Regions from separate parts of the Sus scrofa genome. Here region 2 is linked to region 1. Evidence: chromatin contacts called from public promoter capture Hi-C data. All regions are on one chromosome and are shown on one strand. The core of a region is the stretch at or near the end of the contact, and the rest is flanking DNA. Distances in the headings are between cores, read along the strand shown. Region 1 holds the start of RPL22 (ribosomal protein L22). Region 2 holds the start of PHF13 (PHD finger protein 13).

Region 1 (4,593 bases), core at 1,730-4,229:
AGAAGCTTCCTGAATTCCACTGTTACGCAGTGGCCATAGGCCAAGCTTTTAATTTCTTTACTTATTTTTTGTAATTGTATTATCTTGGCGACAGCCGACCTTGTGGAGACGAAAGAGATAATGTTAATCCAGGGTTCTACCCAACTGTGAATTCCCCACGCTGGGCTACTGGAGAGACAAAGAGTAAAATGCCAAGACCAAGCTGCAGAGTCAGAATGTGGCAACGACGTTCATAGTCCTAGATTTATGTGAAACAGAGGAATACTGGGGAATGGGGCCAACATGAAGGCAACAAATCAGTACAGAGGAGTTTCCATTGTGGTTCGGGGGGCTGCAAATCTGACTAGTATCCACAGGATGCAGGTTTGATTCCTGGCCTTGCTCAGGGGGTTAAGGATCTGGCGTTGCTGTAAGCTGTGGTGTAGGCGCAGACTTGGCTGGGATCCTGTGTTGCTGCGGCTGTGGTGTAGCCCAGCAGCGCAGCTCCAAATGGACCTCTAGCCTGGGAACTTCCATAAGCCCAAGGTGTGGTCCTAAAAAAAAAAAAAAGAAAATTCAGTAAGGAGCTAGGTTTGGGAAAAAACCAAGCTCCAATAACAAGTTAGCAAGCAGGATGTTTTAATATCAACACTGAAGCTCTGATGCTTAATAAAGTAACGCTGGAGGAGATGCTGCCATCTATCCGGTGCCCCAAAGTCAGTCAGTCAGGTCCAGGGCACAGGTAGCCCCTTGTCCCTGAGGACCAAGACCCAGAGTTCCTGCAAAGGAGATGCTAGATCCAAGGGAGTCTACCTGCTTCCCAGTAAATGTTAGGTAAACCACTTTGGTAAAGTGAAGAAGCAGACGAGGCAGTTCTCTGGCACTGCCCGGCTCCAAGGCATCTCCTTCACTCTTCAAAACCAGGAGACACAGAGAGTGAGTGAGCGAGGCTGAAAAACAGAACCAGCCCAAGCTCCGGAGTTCCGGTCCGGGAGAGCCAGAACCAGAGCAGGCTGATCCTGCAAACAAACATCCTCCAGTAGGCTTTCCTCGCAAAAGCTCTAAGGGTTCATTACTGTCCAGGGTGATGACGTCAAGGGGATAACTTACAAAATTGGCCGCATCCATGATTCCATCTTCCACTGGGTGCGTGCAATCAAGAGTGAACTTGAGAACCTGCTTCTTTTTTTTGCCCCCCTTCGCCACAAGCTTTTTCTAAAAAAGTATACAAATGAAAACAGAGATGAAGGGCATAACCAGTCCAAAAAAAAAAAATTAACAGAAGCAAAACCACCAGAGTTGTACAAACGCAAAAACTATAGCTCTGAGTCCAGAATTGAGCTCTGCCCCAGAGTGGAGGAGGTCGAATGCTCAAAGGTGCTGCTGTGCAAGCCTAGGGTCGAGCCCTCCGGAAGGGGAAGTTACTCCAGCACTCTTGACCCATTTACACTTTCCAGCCCCCCAATATATATGAGTATCAAGGTCTGCTAGCTTAGGAAGGACAGTAAAATGAACGTTTCCTTTTACTTGCCCTAGAAGTTCCAAAATAAAGGTTCAAGGAACACTCCTTTTATTCGCTCATCACAGCACAGGCATGCCTGCAACAACTTTAATTTGAATCAGTCCTTGCCCTAACTCTCCAGACTAGAGTCCTGATGCCCTTAACCCTGCCGCATCCACCTTCTCAGAATCAGCAGCCAGATCCACACAGCTTAGCAGTGCATCTTCCCCAGTCAGGACGAGGGTAAAGCTACCCCTTGGGCTCTAATTACAACACTATGGTCAACAATTTCTGGCCTTTTGACTAGTTTGATCTGTGAATGAGCCTTCCAAACCACGGGTAAGCACATTCTACCAAGGTTCCAGATCCTTTCATACTCACAAAGCAGCTTATATTAACCTGGTCCCTCTACAAACTCCAACACCATCTAAGGAAGCCTCTGTACTTACACTTTAAAAACCATTTCAGAATCTAAAAAGGCCTTTCCAAGAACACATCTTAACTCCCTTCCTGTTTGAAAGAACTTCACTGAAAACTTGTCAACGGGGTCCGTTTTTCAAACACGGAGCTCCCTTCCAAAAAACACTTATTTTCTCTAGCATCTGTCTTCCTAATATCAAGAGGGCAGTCTTAAACGCAACCCCGGAAATATACAATCAGCAGGCACACGACCTGGCCGCAGTGGGCTGGATACCCCTCACGAGTTTTCCACCTAAAGCTTAAAACGCCTAAAAGCGTCAAAAAGCCCATCCAGGCAGAATGATAGAGGTGAGCCGAAAATATTAACAAAGGTGTCCCAACAAAGGAGGAGAGAGAAACTTTCTCCCAGTCACCTGGGAGAACGACCTGCGGCCGGAGTGACATGAGAGCGCCGCACGAGCCGGTCCCAGCCGAAGAGAGAATGGAACGGGGCCCTCGCCTGACACGAAAAAGGGTCTACAGAGCTGCGCCCTAAAACCTAACTTCCTCCGGAGACGCTAGAGGTCCCCTGCCCCGAGCCTCTTTCCGAAAACAGGCCCGCCAGACCCGTACCCTCCCACCTGCCCCCGAGTCCTGGCTGTAGGCTTCCCGGATGCGCGGTCGCCGGGGGTGGCAGGTCCCCTCCTTCCCCGCCTTCAGCCCAGGTAACGAGGCCTAGGCCTTGGCTGCCTCACGCCGGCCGCACTCCAAAGACCGCTGACCGGCCCAGGCTACAGCCTCGGACCCCCAGCTTCCCACGGGCCGCAGGTAGGGGCCCAAGCCGCGATCTCCCGGAGCCCCGGGACTCCCTCTCGGGCCTCGGGCCGCGGCCTTCTCCGCCCACAACGTGCGGGACCCCTCGGCCGCGCCGGCCCGCTCCAGCAGATGTGCCGGCCCGGCCCCGGCAGGACGCTGCAGAGCGCCGGCCGGCGCGAGCCAGGCAGGGGCCAGGCTGGCGAGGCCCACGTGCCTTCCCCAGAGCCAAGGCCTCACGCGGAGCCATACTAACCACAGGCGCCATGGCGGCAGCAGAGGCAGAAAGGGAGTTGAGCGAATCACGCAGACGCAAAGAGCCGCAGCGCGCAGAGCACGCAGGACTCAGGCCGTATCAATCGCTCTGCCACGCCCCTCGCTCCTCACCATCTCGTCCTGTTCCGTACGCTCGGGGAGCGATGATTTTTGCCTGAATGCAAAACCCGTCCTCTCCCCCGCCGGGAGGATTACGGGGGGAGGGAAGTGGCCTGTCCCACTGCGAAGGATCGGAGGAGGGGGGGTGCCAGCCTAGATGAGCCCAAAAAGAAATAAAGGGGCTTGCTCTACTGTGAAAGTCTTAGGAAGAAAACGGAAAGAAGGAGATCCAGTAAAGCATAAATTAACAGCTAGTGGGGTGGGAGTCGAACCTACTAGCTTGGGGAGGTGAGGCCCTTCTGGCCCTGGAGTCCCAATGCCCAAGATCACTTGGCTTCTTCCTAAAGTGCCCAACCTGGAAGGTGGTTCCCCGGGCTGTCTCGCTGCCCTGATCCTTTTTGCTGTAGTCAGGTACACTCTCCACAGTCTCAGATTCAAGCTGCCCGCCCTCCAGTCACCACCTCCTAGCTTTCCAGCTCATGCCTTCCAGTTTCCTGGTTCCAAAAATTCTTCTGCCAGCATTTCTCAAAGTGGCATTTGAACTTGAATCACCTGGGAATCTCCATAAATTGCAGATGCCAGTACAATGGATCATATGGGCCTGAGGTTCTGTATTTCTCCAAATCTCATAGGGGCCTGAGATTCTGTATTTCTCCAAAGCCTGAGATGCTGCTGCTGCTGATCCATGGACCAAAGTCGAGTGGCAAGGGTCTTCATCCCCAGACCCACAGTCCACGCACTGGCTGTTTTCACCCACTCTCATCCCCTCGTGTCCTTACCAGTTACATTCTAGGGTCCTGCGTTGTTCACTCAGTTACACACACCCGCCAGTACCTAGCTGCATGTAGTCACCTAGCAGAGGCCAAATCCTGGCTTAGAATGATGAGAGGAAACCCCATGCTGACCAGTCTAGGTTTACTCTCAGGCCTGCTCTGCCAATTGACCTTTTTTTCTTTTTTTTTTTTTAGGGCCGCACCCACAGCATATGGAGGTTCCCAGGCTAGGGGTCGAATGGGAGCTGCAGCCACTGGCCTACACCAGAGCCACAGCAACACTAAGATGCGGCAGATCCAAGCCACATCTGTGACCTAGACCACAGCTCACAGCAACGCCGGATCCTTAACCCACTGAGCAAGGCCAGGGATCAAACCTCGTCCTCATGGATGCTAGTCGGGTGCGTTCATTAACCTCTGAGCCACGATGGCAACTCCCCCCCAAAAAAATTTTAAATAAATAAAAACAATCTCCCATCTTGGAGCTCCTGCTGTGGTGCAACAGGATCAGCAGTATCTTGGGAGCGCCGGGACCCAGCTTATCCTGGCATGGCACAGTGGGTTAGGGTCTGGTGTTGTGGCAGCTGTGGCTTAGGTTGAGTTGGTGGCTAGGATCTGATCTGTGGCCTGGGGAATTCCACATGCCCTGGGGTGGAAAACAAAACAAACTCCCATCTTAAAACAGAAAAAAACAATTTGTCACCCCCAACATTCCTTGTCACTTCACCCCCCCTTTCGCTCTCTCTGCTATGG
Region 2 (4,118 bases), core at 483-2,982, 340 kb after region 1:
AACTCCCACATGTACCTTTTTGAATTACAGTTTTGTCCAGGTATATTCCCAGCAATGGGATTGCTGGATCATAAGGTAATTCTATGCTTAGTTGAAATAGTATTTTATTTCTGCTTTTTAGGGCCGCACTAACGGCACATGGAAGTTCCTAGGCGAGGGGTCACATCCTAGTTAAAGCTGCTGGCCTACACCACAGCCACAGGAACTTGGGATTTGAGCTGCATCTGTGACCTGCACCACAGATCATGGCAATGCTGGATCCTTAACCCACTGAGCGAGGCCAGGGATCGAGCCCGCATCCTCACGGATGTTAGTCTGGCTCGTTACCACTGAGCCACCATCAGAACTTCCAAAATAACTTTTAAAAAGTAGCAAGGGTAAACTACTATTATGGGGCAAGCTAAACAATTTATAGCTCAAGTAATTGAGGCTTGGAGACGTATTTCTAAGATAAATCCAGTCTCTTAACTACGAAATGTTTCCATCAGAATTCTCTTAACCAACCAATCAGCAAGAGTCAACCAATGGAGCAGTCACTCCCTTGGGAATTATCCGCAGCTTTTAGGGGTTCTTCCAATCAGTGTTCTGATTTAGCACAGGATGACTTGAATTTAAAAATTTATGTCATTTCTCTTTAACAGTTGTCTTTGAAACTACCAAATACGTTATCGAATCATTTGCAGTTTGTATTTTTTTTCTTTTAAATGGTTATGAAAAACATTCAAGCACCTCAGGCCTCCGCACGGTCACTTTATCAAAACAGTTTAATTTTCAACTAAGTGTTCAGAGTCTATCAATCTTCAACACCAAAGTCGTAAAATACTCCAGCGTCCAGCATTTAAACACGGCCAACTCCTCAATTAAATATCAATTAAAAAAAGTCAACGTCAATACCAAATATCTCTATCAGGTTTTCGCCTCCCTCCCAATGTCGTAAACCTGTGAGGAATCTATTCGGGAACGAATTCAAGGTAAAGTGAGAAAACGAGCGGTCCCAAGGTTAGGCAAGAAGAAAAAAAAAAGGAATTTAAAGCCAACATCTTCCCAAACACTGGTAGTACCGGCATAGTTTTTGAAAAATGCGGTGGTAATCCGACCACCCGAGGTGCTTCCTACGGGGAGTCAGGCAGTCCGACCCCCGCTCGGCCTCGGTCCGGCCGTCCCCGACCCCCGGGCGAGCTGGAACCGGCCAGAAACCCGCAGCCGCCAAAACAAGTTCGCTCAGCGGACCTGAGGCGCGGGGGGGGGGGGGGGCGGCAACGACGTCAGCACCCCCCGCCCCCGCCCGGACGCGGTGACCCCAGCCCCACAAAGGGGCACAGACCCCGAGTCCCAAAGGAAAAGAGAGGGGGCGCTAGCCGCTGCCGCCCATCGCGACCGAGGCCGTCAGCGCCGCCCCCACCCGCCGCGGCGACCCCTGACCTCCCTCGCCCCCGCAGAGACCGAGGCGCTGTCTCTCGCGCCACCCCTCCCCCATCGCCGAGCCGGCGCGAGCCCCCGCACCTCCCCCGTTCCGGCGGCCTCAGGTCCCGGAGCCACCGCCTCCGTAGACCGGGCAGTTGCCCCAGAGCTCTGTGGGGATTGGAGTCCTCGAGGTGGCCTTTGTGTGCCTCAGCCGTGGGGCTGGAAACTACGAATCCCACAATGCCCCGCGCCCGCCCCCGCGCCCCGCCCCCTCGCCGTCGGCTTTCCGTACGCCTCTAGACTACATTTCCCGAAAGGCCTCGCGGCTCTCCCGCCCTCCCTCCCGAGACACGAGCCGAACTGGGCGTCAGGTCGGGGAGCCGGTCGGGTTCCCGCTCGCCGCCGCCGCCGCCGCCGCCCCCCGCAGCGACTCTCCCGCCTCTCCAGTCGCGTTGGTCGTGGGGAGCTGCATCAACAACTCTGCTCGGCTGTGGAGCCGCCTGCCCGAGAGCACAGTGACTGGGACGCGACACGCCGAGCCCCCCATCATCTCTAGTCAGGGCGACCCCTCCCGGGTCCGCCCTCGCCCTGCGCGGCCCCCGCGACTCGGCGCCCGCATCCCGGCCCCTGCACTCCCGCGGCCGCCGCCCCCCACCCTGAACATGGACTCCGACTCCTGCGCCGCCGCTTTCCACCCGGAGGTGAGTGAGAGCTGCGTCTGGGCAGCCCCCGACCACCCTCACCCCGTCTTGTGCTCTCGGAGCCGGACCCTCGCCGGCCGAGCGCCTCTCTCCCCTCCCCCAGCTATCCCTCGTCTCCCCCCACCCCGGGCGCCCAACCCCGCCCCCCACTCGGGCCCGCGCCCGCTCTTCCCCGCCGGTCTTCTCCTCGGCGTCCCTTCCGCGGGCGTCCGCGTCCTCTCGGCGCCCCTTCCCCCGATGTACCGTGCCCACTCCTCCCCGGCCTCGCGTAGCCCGGGGACCTGTCGGCGCCCCCGGCCCCTCCCTGCCGGCCTGGCTTACCCCTTCCCCGCCCCCGGGGACTCGGCCCGAGACCCCGCAGCTCCGCGCTCCCGCTTCTCGGAGGAATCCCCCACCCCCTCCCGCAGGGGCTCGCGGCCCCCCTCAGACGGGGACTCTGCTCCCCGCGCCCCCGCCTTCTCCCCTAATCCCCCGGGCCTTGTGGCCCGCGCCCCGCCCCCTAACTCCCGTTCGGCCTCCGCCCCCTCCGGCCGGGGAGGTGTGGGGGGGAGTACTCGTCCTTCGGGGTCCCCACCCTTGCGGGGGCCCGAGCGGTGCTCCCACCCCCGGCGCGCTCGCCTCCCCCTCCGGGGCCCCCGCCCCCGGGCTCTGCTCGCCCCGCCCCGGCTCCCCCTCCTTCCGGGGATCGGCCCTCGGTTCTCCCGGCCAGAGCCCCCCCCTCCTCCGGCGCCCCCGCCGCGGTCCCCTCCCCCTCCCGAGGCCCGCCGAGTCCGGGGTGCGGGTCCGGCAGCAGGCGGGTGGGGGAGGGGAGGCGGCGCCGGGCGCGCTCTCCCGCGGCGCTGCCGCCTCGGGGGCTCGCGGGCCTGCCCGCCTGGGTCCCCGAATCCTGGCCGGCTCTGCGCGGCCCCTTCCCCCCTGGCTGGGCCCCGCACCTTCCGGGGCCGAGTGTCAGCGGGGGGCGGCTTCCGCGGGAGGGCGGGGAAGGGGCCGCACCGCCATCTGCTTTTCCTAAAGGCGGCGGGGCGCGGGCGGCGGGCGCGGTGGGGGCGGCGCGGGTTCCCCGCCCTGGGCCCGAGGGCGCCGCCGCCTTGCACTCTTGGTCTGGGCTGCTGATCCACTTATATACGTTCCCCGCCGAAATAAAAGTTCTCCCCGAGAGTTTGAGGGCCGCAGTCCTCCCACCCACCCGGCGGGAGGGAGGGCGGCCACTTCTTCCCGGGCGTGGGGGCAGGATCTCCTCGGCGCAGGAAGCAAGGGGTACCGCGCGGAGTCTGGCGCGCCGCTGACCTGCCCCCCCCCCCCCCCCGCCCCAGGGTCCGGGCGGCCGAGCGGGTGGTGGGAAGAAGGTGGTTTGCTACCACCGAGGGGAGAAAGTAAGTGGAGCCCTTGGAAGGAGACCTGCGGGCCGCGCTGCTCTCTGGGCACTCGGTGCTGCGGCGGGGCCGGGTGGGGCGGGCCCAGGAGCCCACCCCCCTCACTTCCTCCCCTGCCTGCACCCTGGTGGGGAGTGGGCCCCTAGGTTCTGGACCTTAGGTTAGCGCCTGAGGGTGGGGTTGGAATGGGTGATAAAATGATTAAAGAAAATCTCAGTGAATTCGCTGGGCGCATGAACCGTAGCGAGGCACAGTTGTTTTGTTTAGTAGCAAATCAGAGCTTTTTCTCCTTGAGCTCATCTCTTCTTCAGGAGAGAATCCGCTCTTGTTGAGGGATTTCTGGATTTGATGGGGACGGGACACGCAAGCCAAAACTTAAGAGTGTTTCATTTTCAGCGTGCAAGTGATATTAGCGGGATTGTTTCTGGTTTAGTGTCTGAGTTGGGGATATTTAGGTGCCTGGCCTCCGGATGTTGGAGCCGCGGAGGGACCAGCACGAAATGTCTCCTTTGCAGGAGAGGGTCCTTAGGAGCAGGGGGCCCTCAGGCAGCCCTGCCTGGGGAGGGGTCACGTGAGATTCCGCTCCAGGGTCTCAGGCCCGAGTTCTGAAGGTTACATCCTTGAGTTTTGAAGTCTCTCA

The links. Promoter capture Hi-C pulls out the DNA fragments that hold promoters and counts their contacts.
Region 2: a promoter capture Hi-C map of liver shows a contact between it and region 1, with 4 times the contacts expected there. The contact joins the promoter of PHF13 here to the promoter of RPL22 in region 1. A contact is called at or near these places in 1 of 5 promoter capture datasets (liver) and 1 of 47 Hi-C or Micro-C datasets (heart right ventricle).

Annotation. Positions count from the first base shown.
Region 1 is chr6:67,099,107-67,103,699 of Sscrofa11.1, forward strand. It overlaps RPL22 (ribosomal protein L22), which reads right to left and starts at 2,980. Exons shown (of 4, transcript NM_213987.1): 1 at 2,949-2,980; 2 at 1,090-1,194. The coding sequence starts at 2,960.
Region 2 is chr6:67,444,228-67,448,345 of Sscrofa11.1, forward strand. PHF13 (PHD finger protein 13) reads left to right here and starts at 1,733. Exons shown (of 5, transcript XM_021095267.1): 1 at 1,733-2,105. The coding sequence starts at 2,067.